Linked DNA regions of Mus musculus: region 1 is linked to region 2. A link is a contact called in public promoter capture Hi-C data. All regions are on one chromosome and are shown on one strand. The core of a region is the stretch at or near the end of the contact, and the rest is flanking DNA. Distances in the headings are between cores, read along the strand shown.

Region 1 (7,559 bases), core at 4,179-6,678, 120 kb before region 2:
GAACATGGAGTGGACTCGGGAGCAGAGGAAGCCTGCTAGCGTCAGGGTCGAGTATCACCTCTCCAGCCAGACCCAGCCACCTAAAGGCTGCACAGCCTTCAAAAACGCCTTACTCGAGAGACACAAAATATCCAAAACACAGGCTTGTGGCTGACAGTTCAGATCTGAGCCACAAGAGAGGAGCCTCGGACTGGAGGCTGAGGCCGCTCCGTTCCACTCCAGTTCCCAGACCAGGCCATTGTGGGAGCACCATGTCTTTGTCACACTAGCGGAAGACACCGCCAGCTCCTGTTTTAAATCATACACAGCCTCCCAAGTCTCCTCCTTGGTTGTGCTTGATTTTCCTCCACAAAGCCACCAGAGGTGCCTTCTTTAAAAAAAAAATTTTTTTTTTTGATGGCACATGCCTTTAATCCTAGCACTGAGGCAGAGGCAGGTTGATCCCCATGTGAGGCCAGCCTGGTCTACATAGCAAGTTCCAGGACAGCCAGGGATATATTGTGAGATCCTGTCGAAGAAGAAGAAGAAGAAGGAGGAGGAGGAGGAGGAGGAGGAGGAGGAGGAGGAAGAAGAAGAAGAAGAAGAAGAAGAAGAAGAAGAAGAAGAAGAAGAAGAAGAAGAAGAAGAAGAAAGAAGGAGGAGGAGGAGGAGGAAGAAGAAGAAGAAAGAAGGAGAAAATTTAAATCTGACAGTGGTACTCCTTATTACAAACCACCCAGTGGATTTTTTGGTACACGCTACACACAAAGCTAGGTCATATCATGGTTTACAAGGCCCCACCTTCTGTCCTCAAAACTCCTAATCCTATTCCAGCTTCTCAGGATTCCTTGTTCCGCGACAGCTTCCAGCAGGATGTTTCCTCGGGGTCTCCGGTGCAGGCAAGCTTACAGATCTGCTCACACACACACACACACACACACACACACACAGGCACACAGGCACACACACACACACACACAGGCACACACACACACAGGCACACACACACACACACACACAGGCACACACACACACACACACACGCACACACACGCACACACACACACACACACACAGGCACAGCACTGACACATGAAGCATGGCTCCTCCCTGAAGGAGTCGGACCACACACACCTACACTGAACCAACGGAGCCTTTGATCTCTTCGTGCCTTGTGCTGGATGCACCTGTGCACTGATGTGGAAGCTGGAGCTGGGTGCCAGGCGGCTTCCTGACTTTCCTGAGACGAGGTCTCTCACTGAACTCCGAGCTGTACTCCCTGGCTATCAGGGCCCTGGGATCCTCTTGTTTGCACCTTCCATCGCCTCGGGTGTACACAGAAGCAGAAACACCCACTCATAAGCTCACACGCATGCATGCATGTGTCAGGCAGATGAAGGGGCTAAGGGGAGATCATAGGCCAGGACTGGTGTTGAGGCAGTCGGGGAGCAGGGGAGTATCCTCGGCTGTCTCCTGCAGAAGGGGAAGGCGTCCTGGTTGCAGAAACAGTGTCGTCATGGCCATCTATGTGCATTCCGAGGGGAGAGCTCAGACCTGCATGCTTCTACAGCAAGGACCTTAGCAGCTGAGCCTCTGCCTCTCCTCACTTGTCATTTATGGTTTCCGTGTCTGTCGGTGTTAATGCTATCTGTCTATACCACTAGCATGTGGGCTCCTGTACACAGGGTGCTACCTTTGGTTTACGCAGTGTCCCCGGTCACTAGCAGGTCATAAAGTGTATGAGACACCCCAAAGTCCAACAAATAAACATTTCTCAGAGCCCGTGTAGTTAAGGGCCCTCACTGCCATTCTAGTTTGCGATTAGAAACAACAGGAAAACCATCAACCCTCCCCACAGATCCATGCTCTAGGGACCTGGCCTGGCCCTTCACCTGTCGGCCCCGTAGGCCCAGGCGACAGCAAGGTTTTCGCATATGATGATGATGATGACGGGCACTGCTACCCAGCATTCACTCAGCAGTGAAAAGTAGTAGATGCCTGAAGGTTGGATGAAGATGAGGCCGCACAGGAACATCGCCATGGAAACGCACACTGGAGGAAGCATCGGGTCTGTGTCAGGATCCTAGAGGTCTGGCAGGTGATGGGGCTAAGGGGAGATCACAGGTCAGGGCTGGTGGCAATGCTGTGGGGGAGCTGGGCCGGAGGTGGAAATACCTATGAGCAACCTCGGCTGTCTCCTGCAGAAGGGGAAGGTGTCCTGGAGTGTCAAAACGTTGCCCAGCATGAACATGAGATTGGAACACAACCCCAGAGTCAGCAGCAACAGGAAGAAGAGGACAATCCAGAAGCCAGACCCAGGTAACAGTGAGATGACCTCAGTGAAGATCAGGAACAGGAAGCGAGGGTTGTCCTTAATCTGCGTGCACACAAGAGTAAAGCGCTCTCTCTACTGTCCTAGAAACCCCCTGAAGCCCCTGCAGTCCAAGAGGAGAGCAGACCTGGCAGGACCCCCTGCAGGCCACAGAAGGTGTTCTGTGAGTGGCACTTCCTGAGTGACCAGGGCTATGCATCACATTTCTTTCTGGAATGAAGGAAAGCTGAGCTCTCTGTGGGTGCAGAGCAAGCTCTCCAGTATCGCCTTTGCCCTGGGCCATCCCCCACTCACCTTCAGAAACTGCTTCTGGACGCTGCATTCAGGCACCACGCTGAGAACGGCGCTCCTCAAGGGTGGGGGAAGGCTGCTGAGCCAGGAATTGTAGTTGGAGGTCGGGTTGCCGCTCAGGTCCGGGGGCTGTGCGTCAGGCGGCAGGATCCCCTGGGCTACCAGCCTTAGAAGCGTCTCTTGGTTCCTGAGGATGAGGCGAGGCAGAATGGTCAGGTTTGGGCACTGGCCTTCCCTTGTTCATCTTATCCATGAGAGCCATCTGGAGCCCAGCATTAGTGACCTGGGCAAAGGGAAGCCCGCAGTGGACCCTCAAGCACGCCCATTCTCAGTACCGTCAAGAATGTGTGCCGATGGGGACCTGGGGTAGGGACTCTCTACGGGCTTCCTGGGGACTCTGGGGTCTTGGTTTTCATGAGGGGAAAGCTGACCTTTGAAGCCCCACACTACAGAGAGCTGGAACAGCTTCCCAGGACTTTGAGGTGTGTGACACTCCCAAGTTGTGCCATGTGAAAAGAACTGTTAACCTCAGTCCTGAGCAGAGCCTTGCTGAGAGCTTTGCAAGCCTTGTGAGCTCAACGATAGACTGACAATATCCTACAATGTAAAACAGGACTCTGTTTTGAGGACAAGCCACGTACACATTTGGACTAATATTCTCGTTGTGAATAAGTTAAACCGAAAGATATTTTTAATCTTCTTATGAAAATAAAACGGTTGGGCTGGAGAGATGGTTCAGCAGTTTAAGAGCACTGACCGCTCTTTCAGAGGTCCTGAGTTCAATTCCCAGCAACCACATGGTGCCTCACAACCATCTGTAATGGGATCCAATGACCGCTTCTGGTGTGTCTAAAGACAGCAGCAGCAAACAACAACAACAACAACAACAACAACAAAAGACAGCAACAGGGGCTGGAGAGATGGCTCAGTAGGTAAGAACACTGACTGCTCCTTTGAAGGTCCTGAGTTCAAATCCCAGCAACCACATGGTGGATCACAACCATCTGAAATGAGATCTGATGCCCTTTTATGGGGTATCTGGAGACAGCTACAGTGTACTTACATACAATAAATAAATAAATCTTTAAAAAAAAAAGACAGCAACGGTATACTCATATGCATAAAATAAATAAATAATTCTTTTAAAAAATGTTTAAAAAAGAATAAAACTGTTAACAAGGGGCTGGAGCAATTGTTCCGCAGCCAACACAAACATGTGCTGCTCTTCCAGAGGCCACAAGTTTGACTCCCAGCACCCATGTGAGCAGGCTCACAACTGCCTGTGGCTCCCGCTCCTGGGCATCAGAAGCCATTTTCTGGCTTCTCCATCCACTTACACGTAAATAAATGAATGTGAAAACATTAGTTAATTAAGAAATATAATAAATGGTGGTTTAGAAGCCAAAATCACTCTCCTTTTGTTTTTTGGGTTTTTTTTTGTTTTGTTTTGTTTTTTGGTTCGGGGGTTTTTGTTTTGTTTTTTGTTTTTTAAGATAGGGTGTCTCTTCCTGGTTGTCCTAGAGCTCACTATGTAGACCAGACTGGCCTCAAACTCACAGAGACCTGTCTCTGCCTCTCTGCCCCTCTGCCCCTCTGCCCCTCTGCTCCTGTCCCTACCCCTGCCCCTGCCCCTAGCCCTGTCTCTGCTGGGATTAAAAGGGTGTTGCCATGCCTGGCAGGGATTCCCATCTTAAATTCAGCAGTGAAGTGAGAAGTCCCCTTCAGCAGCACAGTGAAGCAGAAGCTTGCTGCCAGTTCTTCTGAGAAGCAGGGAATGGGCACGCGGGTGCTTAACAAACGAACAAAACAAGAGGAAATTTGAAGTTTTTAATGGGCTGTATACACAAGGTAGCCTCAGCTATAACTTGAAGCCCAAGTTTTGACTCTGATAATCCCCAAGACCAAGACTTTAGTTCCAAAAAGTCTCTTCCCAAATCTCCTGTCCAGAAGAACTCACCTCAATCCTGTTAAAGATCTTCATAGCTAAGCTAAGTCTACTGCTATAGGCCTATCATCTCGGGTCTTGAGGAGTCCGAGTCAGAAAGATCACAACTTCAAGGCCAAGGAAACTTGGTGAGACGCAACTATTCTTAAGGCTTAGGAAACAGTAGGGTGGGAAGATTTTGAGAGCCTAGCAGACCAGGATGACTTCTGTGTGACAGTGTCTTCTTGACAGGATAGAGATGTTACTCCCATGAATTCTCAACTATATGGCTGCCTGCACAAGACTTACAAAGACTGCACCAGTAGATATGTCAGCAGGAATGGAGGGAAGGTCACAGGCACACCCCTAGATGAAGAGCTACAGGTAGCCAATGGCTGTAGAACCAGTGTCTGATGTTTGTCTTGAGGGACATAGAGAGAGAAGCAGGGGAGAGAGTAAAATGATGCAAACACAGTTTACTCACAAAGGGTATTCTCAACTTAACATAAGTAAAGAAGCCCGGGGTGGGGGTGGGGTGCACACATTTAATCCCCATTCAGGAGGCAGAAGCAGGTGGATTTCAGAGTTCAAGGCCATCCTGGATGACAGAGCAGGTTCCAGGTAGCCAGGGCAACACAGAAAAACCTTGACTGGAAGAGAGAGAGAGATGGGGGGAAGAGAGAGAGAAGAAAGGAGGGAGGGGGGAAAGGAGGGAAGAAGGGGGAGGGAGAGGGAAAGAGAGAGAGAGGTGGTGGTGATAGGCTCCTTTAATTTCAGCACTTAGCAGGCAGAGGCAGGTGGAACTCTATGAGTCTGAGCACAGCCTGGTCTACATAGTGAGTTCCTGCCTACACAGTAAATCCCAGGACAACCAGGGCTACATGGCGAGACTCTATCTTAGAAAAACCAACCAACCAACAAATCAATCAATATTTCAAAAGAGGACTAGAGACATGGCTCAGTAGTTAAGATCACTGGGTGCTCTTCCAGAAGACCCAACTTCAGGTCCCAGGACCCACCTGGCAGCTCTCAACTCCCTATGCTTCAGTTCCAGACTCTGACACCCTCTCTGGCCCCTAGGGGCACCAGGCATGCAGAGTTCTACATGCAGGCAAAACACTCATGCGCATACAATAAAATAAAAGCAGCTTAAACACTAAAAATCAATATAGTCTTAAAGTTAAAGGGGCCAGAATGCACCTCAGTGTAAATAAAGTACTTGCATTTCACACACAAGGCCCTGGGCTAGCTCCAACCACTGCAGTGTGGGTGGCCAGAGGCAGAGGCAGGAGATTTTTTGAAAGTTTAAGGCAAGCCAGGTCTACATAGCAAGTCTTAGGCCAAGTAGAACCACTTGATTCAAAAAACGACATTTATTTTTATTATTTTTAAATCACGTGTGAGGGACATGAGTGTATATGAGTGCAGGTGTCCAGAGACTCCAGAGCGTGTCAGACCTCCTAGAGCTGGAGTGATAGGTACCTGTGAGAGGCCAGATGCAAGGGTTGGGAGCCCACCTTGGGTCTTCTGCACAAGCAGCAGCACCCGTGCTCTCAGCTGCTGGGTAACCTCTCTAGCACTCCCCGCCCCCCCCCAGCACCCCCCCCCATGGAAGAGAATATTAAAAACAAGAGCAAAGTTCAATGAAACAACCAATTAACAAGGTTAGCCAACAAAGGAGAAAACTAGTCCAAAGGTGATGGAAAGATAAAGACCACAGCGGCTGGAGAGATGGTTCCAGGGGTTCTGTTGCCCTCTCCTGGCCTCCAAAGGTATCAGGAACAGAAGTGGCACATAGACATCCATGCAGGCAAAACCATACACATTAAAAACCAACTGTGGCTAAAGTGGACCAGAGGGCAGAAAGCCCAGTACAAACATTGCAATGAGAAGATGCAGAGTGGCTGGAGAGATGGCCTACAGGTGGGAGCACCTGCTCTGTAGGCAGGAGGACCTCAAGTCCCAACCCCCAGCACCCAGGAATACTGCTTAGCCACACAGGCCTGTAATCCCAGCCCCAGGGGGCAGACAGCTAGGTCCCTAGAACTTGCTAGACAGCCAGTCTCACCAAAATGGAGAGCTTCTAGTTTGAAGAGAGAGCCTGTCCCAGGGCAATAATGTAGAGTGATGTGGAGCCAGTTGGCACTCTCTTCTGGCCTCTGCTGGCATGCACACTCTCAGGAAGAAAGAACATCTTCTGGGGGGGATAGTTCTTCATGTGGGCGCTGTTTACCATCACAGAGCTTTACACTGAACATTTGGCTTTATGTGTCTTTTATATGTATGTAATATCTCATAAAGGGGGGGGGGTAAACACACACACACACACACACACACACACACACACACACGCACGCACGCCCTGCAGTGGTGGCACACATCTTTGACCCCAGCACTCGGGAGGTAGAGGCAGGCAGATCTCTGAGTTCAAGGCCAGCCTGGTCTACAAAACGATTTCCAGGACAGCCAGGGCTACATAGAGAGATCCTGTCTGCATCACTAGCCAGCTCAGTGGGTAAAGGACTTGCCACACAAGCCTTGCGATGTTCCCTGGAGCCCTGAAGGTGACAGGGGAGAACTGACACCACAAAGTTGTCCTCTGTGCTCCATCCTCAGCCATGACATCCCGGCCCCCACACCAAGCACACACTACAACGATAATCAAAGAGCTAAACCCATAACACAAATATTCTATTGTATGCTTCTCAGACTTGCAAAATGAAGAGGTCCAGCCACGGCTTGTAAAGTGCTGTGCAAAACAAAGAGGTGGAAACCTTATACTTCCTGCTGGGAGGGTAATTTTGATCAAACCCCTGGAGCACTCGAACACTGAGCAGACCCTGCCCAGCAACACCTTCTAAGGCTTAGTCTGCCCTGCCCTGGGTGGCTATCGCTGATGTGTTTGTGTGACTAGATCCCCAGTGACTGCACTAAACATTCCTGACACTGCTGCGTATGATGGCACACACCTGAACACCTAGCAGATGGCAGGCTTAGACGGGAAGACAGATGGGAGCCAAGCTAGCTGGGGCT
Region 2 (7,094 bases), core at 632-3,131:
GCAATTCAGAGGCTGAAGCAGAAGGGTCCTGAGTTTGCAGCCAGCCCGAAGTACAGAGTGGATTCCAGGCCAGCCTTGGCTTCATAGTGAGAAACTTTTTAAAAAAGAAGAAGAAAGGGGCTGAAGAGACATCTCAGTGGTTAGAAGTGTGTGCTGTCCTTTCAGAAGACCTAGGTTCATTTAGTTCCTAGCACCCATGTCAGGATCAGGCTGCTTAAAACCACCTGTAAGTTCAGGTGCAGACAATCTGACATCTTCTGACTCCTATGGGCACTGCATGCATATTATGTGTATACATACATGCAGGCAAAACACTCATTACTATTCCAAATAAATAAAAGTTTAAAAGCACAGCCAGGCATTGGTGTGCATCCCTTTAATCTTAGCACTTAGGAAACAGAGACAGATAGTTCTCTGAGTTTGAGCCCAGCCTGGTCTACAGAGTGAGTTCCAGGACAGCCAGCCAATCCTGTATCAACAAAACAAACAAACAAAACGGAGTAAGAAAGGAAAGAAGGAAAAGATAGCCAGGTCCTGCCTGCTGGGCTTGGTCAGAGCAGTGACTGGTAACTAGAGGAAGGCCTGAGACTCACAGGGAACTTCTGACACAGGCTTCCTCCATCTGGGCCCCTACTTGTCTCTGCAGGAGAAAACCTGGCCAGCTGCTTGCAAGCAGAGGCTGAGGACATCGCTGCAGCTGTGGAGGCTGCAAAGATAGCATTCAAGGCCTGGAGCCAACTCCCTGGAGCTGCTCGGGGACAACACCTAACCCGGTGAGGAAGCCCAGGCAAGGCCCACCTAGGAAGAGATTGCCTGTGTCCCTCAGGATTCACAGGAGACTGTGGAAACAGTGACTCCATGTCCTCAGATCCTTTTGAATTAATGGTTCATGTTTCCCGAGTGCATGTGGCACTTCAGTGGCCAGAACAGCCATTGTTGCTCACAGTTCACTGGGTCCAGTAGTATCCGAATATCACGAGAGCCCTGTTTCTCAGCACTTCATTAGAATCAGAGCTCCCTGCTTCCCATTACACCGTGGGGGCAGCTATAAACATCCCATTTCCCATAATGCAATTGAATCAGAGGCTGAGATTCACGTTCCCAGTTATCTTTGGGACCCCTGGTAATCAGTGACCAGGACCCCTGGTAATCAGTGACCAGGAGCATCGCACAGCACCACACAGAGTCTGACACTCTCTTGTAGACTACACTTCTACACAGCTTTGGTACCCGCTGTCCCCGATAAATTATGGCTCTGCCCCTAGATTCTTGTGGGGTCATAGTCCAGGCTGCTCTGAGCACGACAACTCTGTGTTCTCTGAAGGCTGGCCAAGGTCGTTCAGAAGCACCAGCGACTGCTGTGGACCCTGGAATCCCTGGTCACTGGACGGGCTGTTCGAGAGGTTCGAGATGGAGATGTGCCACTGGCCCAGCAACTGCTCCAGTACCATGCAGTCCAGGCACATGCCCAGGGTGACGCACTGGCAGACTGGCAGCCCGTGGGTGAGAACCTGTAGGCCCTCCAAGAGCCCTCCTGACCCAGAAAACCAACCCGTCCATGCGCTCATTATGGACTCTTTGCAGGAGTCATTGGCCTCATCCTGCCGACTCCTTTCTCTTTCTTGGACATGATGTGGAGGGTCTGCCCTGCCTTGGCTATGGGTAGGTAAAGTCTCTGGTGCCCCCCCCACAGACCCCCGTCTTTTCTCAGAAAAGATGGTTGGGGTCCAAGGAAGAGGGCTGGCACCTGGACCCCTGGGTGTGCAGGAGGGTAGGGGTCTGGACTCGGTTGTTCCCTTTCCCCAGGCTGCACCGTGGTGGCCCTCGTGCCCCCAGCCTTCCCGACACCTCTCCTCCTGGCTCAGCTGGCAGGAGAGCTTGGCTCTTTCCCAGGGATCCTCAATGTGGTATGTGGCCCTGCCTCGCTGGGGCCTGTCCTGGCCTCCCAACCTGGAGTCCAGAAGGTGGCTTTCTGCGGAGCCGTGGAGGTATTTTCAAGGCTGGGAGTGGGATGGGCACGGCTAAGAGCCAAGAGGCTCCTGCCATACCTGAAACCCATGGGGTTCCCTCAGGAAGGACGTGTTCTGCGACGGACTCTAGCAGGCAGGGGAGCTGAGCTGGGCCTGGCCCTGGGCACAGAGTCACTGTTGCTATTGATGGACTCCGCAGATGTGGACTCAGCTGTGGAGGGTGTCGTGGATGCCGTCTGGTCAGACCGCAGCCTGGTGAGATCTGTGTGCTCGGGTCCCCAAAGTTCAGGGGTCCGCCATATCTCTCCAAATACCCAGCTTGTTTTTACTTTCTGTTGTTTGGGCCTTTTCATTATTTGAGACAGGGTCTTATGTAGACCAACCTGGCTTCCAACTCACTGTGTAGCCCAGGCTAGCCTTGAACTCCTAATCCTCCGGGGGTTGCAGGTATATGCCACCATTCTGGGCAAGTCACCCAATTTTGTGCAGTGCACCTCTTGCCTGCTGGTGCTCCTCTATCCCTGAGGCCCACCCCTCTGTTCTGTGGGAGCCTGTTCTCCCTACATTGCTCCTGATTTTGCCACGTTTCATGCCTTTTTTTCCAACAGGGGGGGCTCAGGCTCCTCATCCAGGAATCTGTATGGGATGAAGCTATGAGGCGACTCCAGGCCAGAATGGCACAGATACGGAGTGGGAGAGGACTGGATGGGGCTGTGGACATGGGGGCTCGAGGAGCTGCTGCCCGAGACCTGGCCCAGAGCTTTGTGGATGAGGCCCAAAGCCAAGGGGGACAGGTGAGCCCCATCTGCACAATAGAGTCTTAGATCTTGACTATAGCCAACTCCCATGTCAGAGTAAGAAGGTCCCAGACCCTAGACGCCTGGGTCTGAGACAAGGGCTAAAACCTAAACTCCCGAGTTTGGGGGAGGAAGTTGGAGTCTGGACTTAAGTGTCTAAGGGAGGAGGGCTCTGAGTCTGGATGCCCAGGTTGAGGGAGGAGCCTGGAGCTAGAACCTCAATACCTAGATCTAGGAAGGAGCTGAAGCCTGGATATTCATGAAGGAGGCTGAACTGTATCTCTGGGTCTAGAGAGGACAGCCATCTATATCTATTTCTCCTCCTCCCAGGTATTCCAAGCTGGTGATGTGCCCTCCAGTAGCCCATTCTTCTCTCCAGCCTTGGTTTCTGGTCTGCCTCCAGCAGCCCCATGTGCCCAGGCCGAGGTGAGGCCCCTGAGGCTGCAGCCTTCCTGCCCTGCCCTTCCATCCTCCACGACTTGTGGGCAACAGCCCTGAACCTTACCCGGAGCTGGGGACAAATGAGTAAAGTATTGACAGGAGAGTTTGCTCTCCGACTAACGCTTGTCACCCCTTTTAGGTACCGTGGCCTGTGGTTATGGCTTCTCCTTTCCGCACAGTCAAGGAGGCACTAGCCCTGGCCAATGGAACACCCCGGGGAGGCAGCGCCAGCGTGTGGAGTGAAAGGCTAGGGCAAGCCCTGGAGCTGGGCTATGGGTCAGTTGGTACTTACTCCCCCTGCCTCTGCCCCGTCTCCCTCAGGTGTCTCCCTCCCACTTCACCCAGCATCCCATCTCCCCCTCCCCTGGTGTCTTTCCCTGCCTCATAGGCTCCAGGTGGGCACAGTGTGGATCAATGCTCATGGCCTCCGAGACCCTGCGGTGCCGACAGGGGGCTGCAAGGAGAGTGGGTCTTCCTGGCACGGAGGCCCAGATGTGAGTGCCCATCCACCTCTGTACCTCTGAGTCACCTTGAGACCATCTGGCCTCCTGCTGACCACGCACCTCTCACAGGGCCTGTATGAGTACCTGCAGCCCTTGGGGACACCTTCCCAGGAGTCCTTCCTTTGTGAGAATATCAACTACGACACATTTGGCCTTGCTGCGTCCTCCATTCTGCCGTCAGGGCCAGAAACAGGGCCTAGGTGAGCTGTTGCAGGCCTGGTAACCTAAAGATGAGAGTGTGGGGCTGGAAGGAGGGTGCTTAGAGCCTGTCTTGGGGTCTCCAGTTCTTAGTGTACCTTTCTGGGTACTAACTCCAAGAGTAAAAAGAATCTCAGTTCTCCTTAATGGTTTGAGTTCCGCAGAAGCAAAGACTTCAGGGAGAATCCAGATGCTCAAAGGAGTAGAATTTAGAGTGTCCAAGAGGTGCATTACAGTAAGAGTTTTGGATGACCCCAGAAACTCATGGGGTAGGAGTTCAGAATCCTCCAGAGACTCATGGGAGCAGGTGTTTGAATCCTCTAGAAGCTCACAAGAATAGAAATTTGAGTCCAGAAGGTTCCTGGGAACTGAGAGGTCCAGCCAGTGTGGTAGACCTGTCAGTGGCCCATGTGGACGCAGCCTCCTCCCACCCCACTCTGCAGCCCAGCCCCTCCCTATGGGCTGTTTGTCGGAGGCCGTTTCCAGTCTCCTGGGACCCAGAGCTCCAGGCCCATCCAAGATTCTTCAGGCAAAGTCTCCAGCTATGTAGCTGAGGGTGGAGCCAAGGATATCCGAGGTGCTGTAGAGGCTGCTCATCAGGCTGCCCCTGGGTAAGCGTCAAATGGAAGCCCAGAGGTGAGGGTGGCTCGGATAGAAGTACACTTGGGACTGGAGCCCTGGGTGGAGGCTGTGGATGATAGAGATGGCCATCTGGGACTAGCTAAGGCCAGGCTATACCCTAACTTGCATTGTTTGCCCACAGCTGGGGAGCCCAGTCCCCAAGAGCCCGAGCAGGCCTGCTGTGGGCCCTGGCGGCTGCTCTGGAGCGCAGGAAGCCAGTGCTGACCTCACAACTAGAAAGGCACGGAGCAGCGCCTACAGTTGCCAAGATTGAAGTAGAACTGAGTGTGAGGCGACTCCAGACATGGGGCACCCGGGTTCAGGACCAAGGCCAGACACTACAGGTGAGACAGATCTAAGCAGGCAGTCAGGACAGTCAGCCAGCCAAGAGTCAGAGCCCAGGCTCAGTGAACCAGGCACAAGTCCAGGCTTAGCTCTAGAAAGTCTAGAGAATACAATTCTGGTGAGAGGAGAGATGGAACAGTGCTTGGCTGAGAAGCCTTGCCTCAGAGGACAGGAGGGAGGGGTACAGTGCTTACAGGAAAGCAGGCTGCTCATGCGTGCACATATTGTAGGAACTTCTCAGATTATACCATTTAAAATCTATGTAACGTAGGCTTGTCTGTATTCAAGAAGGCTTTGCAAACACACAGTGGGCATGAGGGTGCAGGCCTATGATCTCAACATTTGTAAAATAGAGACAAAAAGATCACAAGTCAAATGTCAGCCTTGGCCACAGTGAAATCCTGCATCAAAGAAACAAAGGTATTGCTGAGCATCAAGGCTCGTGCCTTTAATCCCAGCAGTAAGGAGCTGTCCTTGCAGAGGATGGGTTTATCCCAGGATCCAGGCCAGAGGCCGTACAACCTCCCGTATCCCTAGCTCCAGGGGGATCTCACGCTCCCTTCAGTCACTCACAAGTGCACATAACTGTGCCCCAACTCATAAACAACTAGAAAATAAATCAAGCCTTTAGTCCCAGTACTTGAAAGGCAGGTAGATCTATGTGAATTCGAGGCCAGCCTGGTCTAGAGTGACTCCCAGGACAGCCAGGGCTGCCCAGAGTCTTCAAAAACTAAAACTCAATCAAGCTGGGCATTGGTGGCGTCTGTGTTCAATCCCTGCACTCAGGAGAGAGGCAAGCAGATCTCTGAGTACAAGGCCAGCCTGGGCTACTGGGCTACATAGGGAGCCCCTGTCTCAAAACAAACCAGACACAAACAAGTATTGGGATATGATTCAGTGATAGAGCACTTGCCTATCCTAGCTTGGTTGGAGCTGCCTACAATACCTCAAAACAAAGTCTCAGCTACTCCACAGACTGAGGCAAGAGCAGATTCCAGGCCCAGAGGTCCAGAGAGGTTAAGTAACTCACGCTGACCCATAAAGCTATGGAGTGGCCATTGGGCTCCAGAGTTTCAGGCCCTGAACCATCATCCCCTGGTTACACATTATGGAGCTACTCTGGAGCTAGGTACATGTTAAATGTGGGAGAATGGGGCAGGCAAAAGTTCCTCTGGGAACTTGTCCTTGATGTGTCTGTCATCTGTGCCTGTAGGTAACAGGATTGAGAGGCCCTGTGCTCCGGCTTCGAGAACCATTGGGAGTGCTGGCCGTGGTGTGCCCGGATGAGTGGCCCCTGCTGGCTTTTGTGTCACTACTGGCCCCTGCACTGGCCCATGGCAATGCCGTGGTCTTAGTACCCAGTGGGGCATGTCCTCTGCTGGCCTTGGAGGTCTGCCAGGTAAAATTACCTGTTTCCCCTCCTGCCTGCTGCTCCTGGGTCTTCAGGAGCTCAGCTGGCCTCCTCCCTCCTGGGTAGCTATGATAACGAGTCTCAGCATCCCCTCTAAGTCCTATTCCTTGCATGAGCCCCTACAGCCACTGCCAGATGCCCACTCTCCAGCCTGCCCCATTGATGTTCAACCCTGGGTGTTCCACTCTCTCATCCTAGGATATAGCTCCTCTGTTTCCTGCTGGCCTGGTGAGTGTAGTGACAGGGGATCGCGACCACCTGACCCGCTGTCTGGCCTTACATCAGGATGTCCAAGCCCTGTGGTACTTCGGCTCGGCCCAGGTACTTCAGGGTACTTAACCTTCAACAACAGACTTCTGTGCTAGGAGCTTAGGGGATTCTGTGCTCATCCCCTAAGGATCTCTGTTGCTAAGAGGAAGAAATGTCTTGGCAACAGCTGCTGAGGTCCTACCCTGGTACAAGCTCAGTCACAAAGGAAGAGGGTCTTCTATTGGTGGGGAGGGGTCTAGGAGACAGTGTTTTGAGACAGGGTTTCTCTGTGTAGCTCTGGCTGTTCTAGAACTCATTATATAAACCAGGCTGGCCTTGAACTCACAGAGATTTGCTGGCCTCTGCCTCGCAAGTGCTGAGATTAAAGGTGTACAACACTGCTGCTCAAAGGAAGGCAGTCTTCTTCACAAGGGCCCAAAGCCTCCCTTGCCCAAAGACATGGTTTTCGGAAGACCTATTGCTAGGGTATGCACCCTAGCAACATTCCAAGGCTCTACCCTCCTGAGCCACTGTGCTGGATGGGAAGTCCCTGTTGGCA

What was found. Capture Hi-C pulls out chosen DNA fragments and counts their contacts.
Region 1: a contact with region 2 is called in a promoter capture Hi-C map of liver. The contact joins two enhancer-like sites. A contact is called at or near these places in 6 of 39 promoter capture datasets (the 3T3-L1 cell line, the C10 cell line, cranial neural crest and 3 more), 8 of 115 datasets of contacts at active chromatin or transcription factors (the 230-238 cell line, bone marrow-derived macrophages, effector CD8 T cells and 4 more) and 3 of 9 other capture datasets (adipose tissue, liver and pancreatic islet).

The regions. Positions count from the first base shown.
Region 1 is chr7:45,263,245-45,270,803 of GRCm38.p6, reverse strand. Slc6a16 (solute carrier family 6, member 16) reads right to left here. Exons shown (of 13, transcript NM_001324535.1): 9 at 2,606-2,789; 10 at 2,155-2,356; 11 at 1,872-2,031. Among named protein-coding and RNA genes, the nearest start is that of Gm23585, 12 kb to the right of the region's middle. Within about 2 kb of position 5,428, at least 3 of the 459 cell types and tissues checked have an H3K27ac peak or open chromatin away from gene starts, as enhancers often do. A contact at or near this core is called in liver, where this site is marked.
Region 2 is chr7:45,142,293-45,149,386 of GRCm38.p6, reverse strand. It overlaps Aldh16a1 (aldehyde dehydrogenase 16 family, member A1), which reads left to right. Exons shown (of 17, transcript NM_145954.2): 3 at 647-773; 4 at 1,325-1,503; 5 at 1,585-1,662; 6 at 1,807-1,988; 7 at 2,073-2,225; 8 at 2,579-2,764; 9 at 3,098-3,193; 10 at 3,348-3,484; 11 at 3,597-3,702; 12 at 3,781-3,911; 13 at 4,353-4,520; 14 at 4,673-4,874; 15 at 6,089-6,274; 16 at 6,485-6,607. Among named protein-coding and RNA genes, the nearest start is that of Pih1d1, 8.5 kb to the left of the region's middle. Within about 2 kb of position 1,881, at least 5 of the 459 cell types and tissues checked have an H3K27ac peak or open chromatin away from gene starts, as enhancers often do. A contact at or near this core is called in liver, where this site is marked.